Linked DNA regions of Gossypium hirsutum: region 1 is linked to region 2. Evidence: chromatin contacts called from public Hi-C data. All regions are on one chromosome and are shown on one strand. Each heading gives the region's core, a stretch centred on a gene start, on an enhancer-like site or on the middle of the called end of the contact. The rest is flanking DNA. Distances are from core to core; before and after follow the strand shown.

Region 1 (5,069 bases), core at 2,024-4,523, 410 kb after region 2:
ATTGTGTTAACACCTTTCGATCCTTACACTTCTTCTTTTTATCTATTAATGTCGAAGACATCTTATCTATCCCTAGCAGGGCATCCTCCAAATCTATATGCGCAAGAACTGCTTACCTCTTAATTTCCCACAACGCAAATCTGGTGTTGCAATCTAACAGCAAAATTTCATACTTCAAAGACGTTATTACCGTGATTGAGATGAACAACCCGAAAGCTCTGATACCAATTTGTAAAAAATAGAATGTTGGTATTGACAATATATCCTAAAGAAAAGAGAAATAAAAATAAAGAACACATAGATTTTTACGTAGAAATCCTTTCGGGAAAAAAACTACGGGCAGAGGAGAAGAAAATTCAGTATGTCGAATTCGAATGATTACAAGAGGAGTAGACTAGGTCTATTTATAGGTTTGTAAATCCATATTCTAATAGGAGTGTAGTAAGATTGAAACACCTTATTCTAATCAATATCAAATAGATGGAGTTTAATAAGCTTTAAAAAACCTTATTCTAAAATAAAATAAAAGAAGTGTAGTTCTATATAAATTTTACTTTTATTTTATTTTACCACTGTATTTTATTTAAATAAGGATTCGAGTCACTTAATTCTAACAGTGTCATATTTTGTATAAGAATTTTCAATCCATCAGGTAATATATATGATATGATGTATGTAAGGTTTTTTTTAAAAAAAAAACTCATGTGATACATGAGTTTATATATGTGTGTATATATATATATATGATGTGATTAGATGTGCTTATAAGTCAAGTTGGGCATGAACACGATATTAACGTACTTTATGTTTGTTTAAACTTGAATGGACTCAAAATATTACTCTTAGAAATTTTCCCTAGTCTATTCATATTTACAAATGGTTAATCCGAGTCCGTTTTAGGCTTGTTCATATTTTTAAAAAAAAATTAAAATATTTATATTATTTTTAATTAATATTTAATTATTTTTTCATTTATTAAATTTTTATATATAGATATCTTAAAAGTTATAGAAATGAAATAGACAATAAAAAATTATTAAATTTATTTTAAAAATATGGAAATTAAATAGAAAAAACGACTATTATAAATTATATTGTTTAGAAATCTTGTTTGCTTTATTTTTAAGTTTGAGCATTGTAAATTAAGGGAGTAAACGGTAATCGTAATATGAAAAGTGCAAGCATCATAAAATGTAATCTTTGATTTGTCTATGGTATATATAATAAACTAATAATGTAATTTACATTTAATAATTAGACATAAATTGTATTGTTAAAATAGGAATTTATTTTGATGAATTTTTTTAAAACCCAATGGTATTTTTTTTCTTTTCTTTTTTTTGAGTAACCGTCCGTTTTGATTCATAATAGGCTTGGAAGACCAAAATAAAAGAACACAAAAAATCCAAAGCAAAGCCTGTAATGTTTCAACAGAACAGAAAAAGAAAACAAAACCCAACGTAATCCAAAAATACCTTCCAGTCCCTTCGGTTGCCAGCTATTACAAAACGGCCAAATCCTCCAAAATCTGGTGATCTGAACAACCAGACAAGAAGGGGAGTTGAGTTTTACTTATGGCGTGTCAAAATTCTCAACCCGGAATTTTAAAGAGCAGAAGAAAAGGCTATGGTGGTCAATTGAAACGTTGGTCAGAATCTGCCATTTCCAAAGCTGTTACTGGAGCGTCTTCAACCCAGAAAAAGTCTTCAAATCTTTTCAACCCTTCGACTGCCATTGCATGCGCCGCAGAGTTCCAGTCTCTTGCAACAAATTCGAATATGCATGAGGAAAAATTCCTTGCTAGAGCCTTCGCATCCCAGGTAAGGGGTCTAATCTCCGAATAATCTTCTTTTGACGATTGGAGATTTTGAATAACTAGTCTAGAATCACTTTCCAGAATAACGTTCGAAAAGCCCATCTCCGGCGCAAACTGTAGTCCGTGAAGGACAACCGTCGCTTCATCCAACACCACCGATCTAACCAGGTTATGAGTTTTAAACCCTGAGCCCATAATGAGCCATTCATCATTTCTTATAATAAAACCTGATGCTGCATGTTGTCTTGCTGCAGAGAAGCCTGTATCAACATTAATTTTGACCCAATTCGGAAGAGGGGGCACCCATTTATTCAAATCTCTTGGTCTGGGATGCTGTAAAATTGACGATATCCCCCGAAACTCCCTACTGAAGCCCCTGATAAAGGTAACCACTTCTTCTATGCTTTGCATCTTTTGTTCATGAACGAATTTGTTGCGAGAAAACCAAAGTGCCCAAATTGTAATTGCAATTTCATCTTTCCTGTCACTGGCTGAATTTTCAAAGAGCCAGTTTAACCAATCGGTAAAACACAAAACTGCTACTGAATTCGACCACAGATAATTTATTTTTAACCAAACTTCCAAAGCAAAAGAGCAATCACGAACAACATGGGTAGAAGATTCACTGCAATCCTAACAACGCGGACATCTATTATCTGTCATTATTCTTCTAAAATGTAAATTCTGAAATGTGGGAATATAATTTTTCGCAAATTTCCATACTAAAATGCGAATTTTTTATGGACATGCTAAACTCCAAATTTGCTTGAAAGTATATTTCTCTGCTGAACTCAAATTTAGAAGGCTCAATGAGAATTTTATATTCGTTTTTTACTAAATAGACGCTCGATTTTTCACTGGACCATACTACGTTATCAGATTGATTAGTAATAGGTAGAGGAATACTCACAATTAAATTTCCTTCTTCTTCCATGAATGTTGAGTAGATTAATTCGCGGTTCCATCTATTTGGATTATGCAGAATCAGATCACTGACACACTCCATGCCTGCTACCCTATTCGTTGTAATTAGGATTCTGTTTTTTCCTGGTAACCAATAGTCCTGCCAGATTGATACAGAACTCCCCGACCTTATCCTCCATCTCAGCCCAGATTTTAAAAAACCTTTAGCGCCCGAAATGCTTCTCCACAAAAGTGATGGATTTGCGCTCAAAGAGGCCTCCAGAAAATTCGACCCGTTGCAATATTTCGCACAGATCAACTGTGCTGTTAATGATCCAGGATTTTCCAGTAATCTCCAACCTTGTTTTGCTAATAAAGCAATATTGAATTTGGATAAGTCACGGAACCCCATCCCACCTTCTTCTTTTGGAACAGATAGAGCTTTCCAAGAACACCAATGCAAACCATTCCTCCCTGCTTTCTTCTGTCACCAAAATCTAGCAATAACGACTTCTAAATCCTTGCAAAAAGACGTCGGAAGTAGGAAACAAGCCATTGCATACATAGGGATGGCTTGCAAAACAACTTTGATTAACACTTCCCTCCCACCCACCGAAAGCATTATCGAACTCCAGCTAGAAACCCTTTTAATCAACTTTCCTTTTATCTCCCTAAAAGCCTCATTTTTGTTTCACCCTACAATTGAAGGAAGGCCAAGATATTTTTCTGGGTTGATACTTGAGTTGACCTCCAAGATTTGACAAACCCTTTCTTTACTATTCTGCTTAACATTAGAGTTGAAAAACACTCCAGATTTATCAAAGTTTATTAATTGACCCGAACTATGAACATAAATCTCCAAATTATCTTTAAGCGCCCTAGCCCTATCAGATGTTGCGTCTTCGAAAATAAGACTATCATCTGCAAAAAATAAGTGAGTGATAAGAGGAGCATCTCCGTTAATTCGTATACCCTTAAGATCACCACTTGTAGCAGCCATTCGGAGGAGAGTCGATAATCCTTCCTTGCAAATGAGGAATAAATAAGGACTCTGTGGGTTCCCTTGTTGAAGTCCCCGTGAAGGAAAAAATAAATTGCCCATTCATAGCCACTAAGAGACCGATTCCACACATATCATAATTTTGCGAACCCATCAATCTGAAAAACTCATTTTTCGAAGTGTAACATTGATGAAAGATCACTCCACTCTGTCTTTACTCATATCGAGTTTTAAAGCAAAAGATCCCTCTCTCCCTATCCATTTCTTCTTCATAGAATGCAGAACTTCATAAGCAGCTAGTACATTCAGTGATAAGCCTCCTTGGGACAAAAGCGCTTTGTGCCCCGTCTATACAATAATGAAGAACCTTTTGGAATCGATTCATTAGCATATTTGAAATAATTTTATAGAGAATATTACGAAGGCTAATTGGCTTAAATTGAGCCATAAGACGAGGGCAACTAACCTTAGGAATGAAGACAATTCTTGTTCGGTTTATGTCAGCAATATTGTGAATCCCATTCAATGTCTCGATACAGAAATCCGCCACCTCTTTGCCCATAATATGTCAAAACCTTTGGTAAAAAACCGCATCTAATCCATCCTCTCCAGAAGCCTTTAGAGGATTCATAGATTTTAAAGCCAAACACACCTCCTCGTAAGAAAATTCTCTCTCAACGTCCTCATTCATTGGTTGAGATATGCATAACTCAACTCCTTCCAAAATAAAATTCTGGATTCCCAATTCCATTTGAGGTGAACAGGGAATCAAAATAATGTGTGGCCTACGACAACAACTCCACATTACTTTCATAATTATTTCCATCAACATCTGTAAGATTCTCCATTTTGTTCCACTGTCTTCTCTCTATTGCAGTTTTGTGGAAAAAATTTGTGTTTCGGTCCCTATTTTTCATCCAGTTTGCTCTTACTCATTGTTCCCAATAGAGCTCCTCCTGACCTGCCTCCAAATTTAGGGCTAATTTAATATCCACAATGTCACCCAAAACCTCATTAGTTGGATGGGATTCATTCAGCTTTATTAATTTTTTTTTCGAGATCCTTTTTTGTCAAGGCCCTCTTCTTTTTTTTATTTGCTTGAACCATGTATCAGGGCCCACTCCCATCGCCTTCAATCTGCTTGGAACATCACCTGAGCTTTCGGCCTAAAGTTTCATAACCTCTGATTCACACGATTCTTCCAAAAGCCAAACTACCTCGAATCTAAAATGCCACTGATTAGCTTCATGGTGATGTTGGAAACAGAGGTTTTAGGACCATAATTTCAATAAGTAAGTCAATAAATATTATCTATTTAATATTTACAAATTAAAAATAGTGGTATATTAA
Region 2 (4,703 bases), core at 1,623-4,122:
TTGGGTATTGATAAATTCAAGTATTTTGAGTTATGGCATGTATATGGACTTGGTCATTTTGTTATATACGTCATATGATTTTAGCCAATGTAATGGCTTGTAATCGTCAAAGGCTTGTTTTTCTATTTGGCCGTGTAAGTTGGCTTATAGTGGCAACATGGTTGTAACCTAAGAATATTCATATATGTGTCAATATCTATGGTGATATGATCATGATATACTTGGTGAATATGAAATATTTGGAAATGTGATTTATGGCATAATTGTGTAATGTTTGGAATTGTGACCTATTGATGAGATGATGAATTTGAGTATAATTTGGTAACTAGATAGTAATTGAATAAAACCTAATGAATGTGAGATTTGTATGTTTGATTTAGGGCTTAATAAATGTAGTTAATATGTTAGATAAAGATATAAAGTTGATATGTTTTAACCATGAATGTGGATGTTTTGGTTGCCTAAGTATGTATTGTTTTGTGCCTTTGAATTAGGGTAAGTGTATGTGTGAATAAGGGTGGCCAATGGCTTGGTAAATAGCCTTATTATAGTCCACACGGGTAGACACATGGGCATGTGTCTAGGCTATGTGTGACACATGGTCAGCCCCATGGACGTGTGATTTGGCCATGTCCCCTGCACCTAAATTTGTTGCAAAATAGAATGCTCAGAATTGAGCACACGGGCAGAGGCACGGGCGTGTGTCCCCTGTGTAAAGGACAAGGCCTCGGGACACAGGCACGTGTCTTAGCCGTGTGACTTCAATTTTTTCTTAGGTGACAAAAAGAAAGTTACACGGGTTAGGGACAAGGGCATGTGTGACTACACGGCCTGCCCATATGGGCGTACCCCAAGCCACAAGGGCGTGTGACCCCTGTTTAGGCAAAAAAATTTCTAAGTGTTGTAAAATTTTCTAAATTTCTCGGTTTAGTCCCGAACCACCTCCAATGCATGTTTTGGGCCTCGTAGGCTCGTAATAGGGACTTTATGATTAATTGTAAAAAGATTTAATTTGATGCCAAATTTATGGCTCGAAATTGTATGTTTACTTGTGTTTAAGTCTGGTAATGCCTCGTACCCTGTTCCGGCGTTGAATACGGGTAAGGGGTGTTACACTGTGGGTCAGAATGTAAGCTACACGATGCTGCTCATATGAGCTGTGGAGTATCTGCAACAAATACAGTACCTCAGCCATCGATAGGACATTTAAGACCAGCACTCGAAACATGAAATCCCTAATGACATGTCATTTGTATCCTGCGAATTCCTAAGGTTCAATCGAGACTCAATAACCGTCATAGCATTGATTTGTTTATACATCGATCAATTCGCATTATAAATAACATAATAACATATGATTTGAAATAGCTTTAATTCGATAACCAATTATACGAACTTACCTTGACGACTAGGGCGTAGAAGTTAAATCGAGCTATTCTGAAGCTTTTGCTTTGCCTTGATCTAGGTCTGAACATGGTCTATCTTGATCTAAATAGAAAATTTCAATCCCTTTAAAACTTATAGTATTCAATTTAATCCATAGTTCATATTTATGCAAAATTATTATTTTACCCCTAAAATTTTAATTTTTTCACAATTTAGTCCTTAGACTAATAACTTAAAATCTAACCATTTTAATAAAAATCCATGTTAACTAAACATGCAAGGGAGCTTGAAACAACCCATATTTGTCATCATTTCACAATAAAACCCTAGAATTTATGCATTTAACAAATTAATCCCTAATTTCAAATTTTGAAGTGTTACATATGTAGAAATGCATTAAACCCATTTGCAAGAACCACTTGCAAATAGAGATTGAAGTAGTGGAGAGCCTTAGGCTTGGGCTTTGTCTTGGGCATGGTGAAGGGCTTGATTTAGTCATTCTAGGGCTTGATCTAGTCATTCTTATTTCTCCCATGATCAGTTTGCTTGTCATGTTATTAAGAGATTATCTCGAGTATCATAATTTGTTTTTTCAGATTTACTCTCACCGGAACAACAAAGCTTCAATATATATAAGAAATTAAGTACATGCGCATCTAACTTGTAAAAGATAAAATATTATCATTAAGGTTTTGCTCATATCAATTACCATTAGAGCATGGAAAATATTAAGATAAGAAAATATTAGTTTCCTTCCAGGTAACAAAAAGCAGGTCTAATTTGTTGCACAATCTCCTAAAAATCTCCAACCAAAATTATATACACAAAATAGACAAAAACTTGCACCAATGAATAATGGCATATCAACTCAAAATTTTAACAGAGTTAAGTTTTTTAGCAGGGGCAAAGCCAGAATAATATTTAAGAAGGGCCGAATGAAATTTTAATTTTTTATAGTTTATATCTTTATAATTTGTAAAGAATTAAATTAAATTTTTATAATTTTAAAAGAATCAAAATATAATTTTACCTTTACTAATTTAAAACTTTTAAAAAATTTTAAGAGTCTAAATAATAATTTTATATTTTAGGGAGTCGGGGCCGGGGCCATGTCAGCCCCTAGCTTCGCCACTTGTCTTGGGACATATTATGACACAAAATTTCAAATATTACATTGAAATATTTTGGTACAGATTTCATATTACTCATTCAGATAAATTTTAGGGAACATTAACCTTAATTTTTTAAAAAAAGAGGAATACGAATGGGACATGAAACTGTTCGGAAAATGTGGCTGGCTGGGACGAGCTAATCAAAAACAGTTTTTTAAGTGAAATGAAAATGGTCCGTTGAAACCACGTAGCAAAAGAGATGATTACAATTTGCAAGTCTAAAAAGTGGATCCCACTTTGAACCGTTGACACTCTTCCACGGCCATCACCGGTCTTCTTTTCCTTCCATAAATTTATTTATTTCAAACCACACACCGAAAAAGTAATTTCTAAGAAAATAAAAATAGTAAAATCTTTTTTCTTCTTTAACAAGTACAAGAGGAAAGGAGATTGACAAATTATTCTTAGGAGGAGAATCTATTCTCTCTCTTTGTCATAACAGCCGTAGCATCTTTCGTCAACAACTCTTTCCTTCCGAGGTTCTTCAGCTGCTTCTTTCATTTTCATATTTATTCTCTATTTACATGTCATTTGAGCTGAATTATTTTTAATTTTTTTTGTTGATTGTTGGATATTTTCAGCGTTTTTCTGTCTGTGCTTCTTTTTAATATGCCGTTGTTTAACGTTAATGGGTCATCTTTCATTTTCCTTAAAAGAGGACTTCTTTCTTCTGTTTTTATTTTTATTTTTAATTTTTATGATTGAGATTTTTAATTTGACAAAGTTGTTTTAATTATTCGCCTTTATTTTTGGTGATAAAGAATCACTTTAGGGTTTTCTTCGTGCAGCGTTCTTACAATAGCTTGGTGTTTTTAGTAAATTGTTTTAGGGTTTATCTGGATGGCTGATGGGAGAATTGGATGTATCTTGACGAAAGTTTGAATCTTTGTTATCTAATCTCAATCGTTTCTTTCGATTCAGCAGAGTTCACAGGGATTTGAAGCGTAAATAAGATCTTATTAAGATATAGTTTGGGGGTGTAGATATTGCTACCTGTTTTGTTTAAACATGGTGATGGTAGAGTCGATTGCAACAACTTCACTTCTTGGACACCGCCCTTTATGTGGAAGATTTTCCGCTAGGGATGTCTCCTGCAAACAAAAATCTTTGAGTAACTGCCTGTCTCCTTTCAAAGAATTTATTGGCAAAACGATCGTTGTTCCTCCTTCGCCAAGATTGAGAGTGGAAAGGTTAGTTAATTCATCCATCAAGGCGCTTGCAATGGAGCTGACAAAAGAGGTTTATGCATATGAAGGAAAAGCACCAAGAAACTGGAGTTATCTGCTTGATACTAGTGTAGAGCAAAAGCCTCGCTTATGGTCGCCGGAGAATAGAGCTGATAATCCTTCTTTACACAATCCCTTGCTTCGACAAGAAAGGATGGGCTGTGGTTGGTTAGGCGCTTTATTTGAATGGGAAGGAGTTATAGTTGAAGATAATCCTCAGCTTGAGAAGCAAGCCTGGCTGGCTCTTGCTGAGGAAGAAGGAAAATCTCCTCCCCCTGCCTTTATCCTCAGAAGAATAGAAGGGATGAAAAATGAGCAAGCAATTTCGGAAGTTTTGTGCTGGTCAAGAGATCCAGCACAATTGAGAAGAATGGCTGCAAGGAGGGAAGAAGTTTACCAAGCTCTGCAAGGTGGGATATATAGATTACGTAATGGTTCCCAAGAGTTTCTACATGCCTTGACACGTTACAAGATACCAATGGCATTGGTATCTACCCGGCCAAGAAAAGTTCTTGAGACTGCCATTCGACCCATTGGGATGGAAGGGTTCTTCAGCGTCATTGTTGCGGCAGAAGATGTTTACCGGGGAAAACCAGATCCTGAAATGTTTGTTTATGCTGCACAGCTTCTGAAATTTATACCTGAGCGCTGCATTGTGTTTGGGAACTCTAATCAGACAGTTGAAGCTGCTCATGATGCATGGATGAAGTGTGTGACGATTGCTAGCAAGCATCCAGTATATGAGCTTGGGGCTGCAGACTTGGTGGTGAACCATTTAGATGAGCTCTCAATTGTTGACCTGAAGAACCTTGCTGATATAGAGTTGGCTGAATTTGGTTCCAGGGAGCCTGAGTCAGAGTTGGAGATAGAGGAAGAAGAGTCTCGGCCATCTACCTCAATAGCAATAGATGATATTTTC

The links. A called contact is a pair of places that touch in the nucleus more often than the background predicts.
Region 1: a Hi-C map of leaf shows a contact between it and region 2, with 2.0 times the contacts expected there. The contact joins the promoter of LOC121212738 here to the promoter of LOC107922580 in region 2.

Annotation. Positions count from the first base shown.
Region 1 is chrA13:49,557,957-49,563,025 of Gossypium_hirsutum_v2.1, forward strand. It overlaps LOC121212738, which reads right to left and starts at 3,274. Exons shown (of 2, transcript XM_041086135.1): 1 at 2,727-3,274; 2 at 1,418-2,307. The coding sequence starts at 2,781. The coding sequence ends at 1,634. It overlaps LOC121212739 (a long non-coding RNA gene), which reads left to right and starts at 1,593. Exons shown (of 4, transcript XR_005908115.1): 1 at 1,593-1,820; 2 at 1,898-1,984; 3 at 2,071-2,201.
Region 2 is chrA13:49,146,804-49,151,506 of Gossypium_hirsutum_v2.1, forward strand. It overlaps LOC107922580 (5-amino-6-(5-phospho-D-ribitylamino)uracil phosphatase, chloroplastic), which reads left to right and starts at 2,873. Exons shown (of 3, transcript XM_016852672.2): 1 at 2,873-3,037; 2 at 3,483-4,703. The coding sequence starts at 3,567.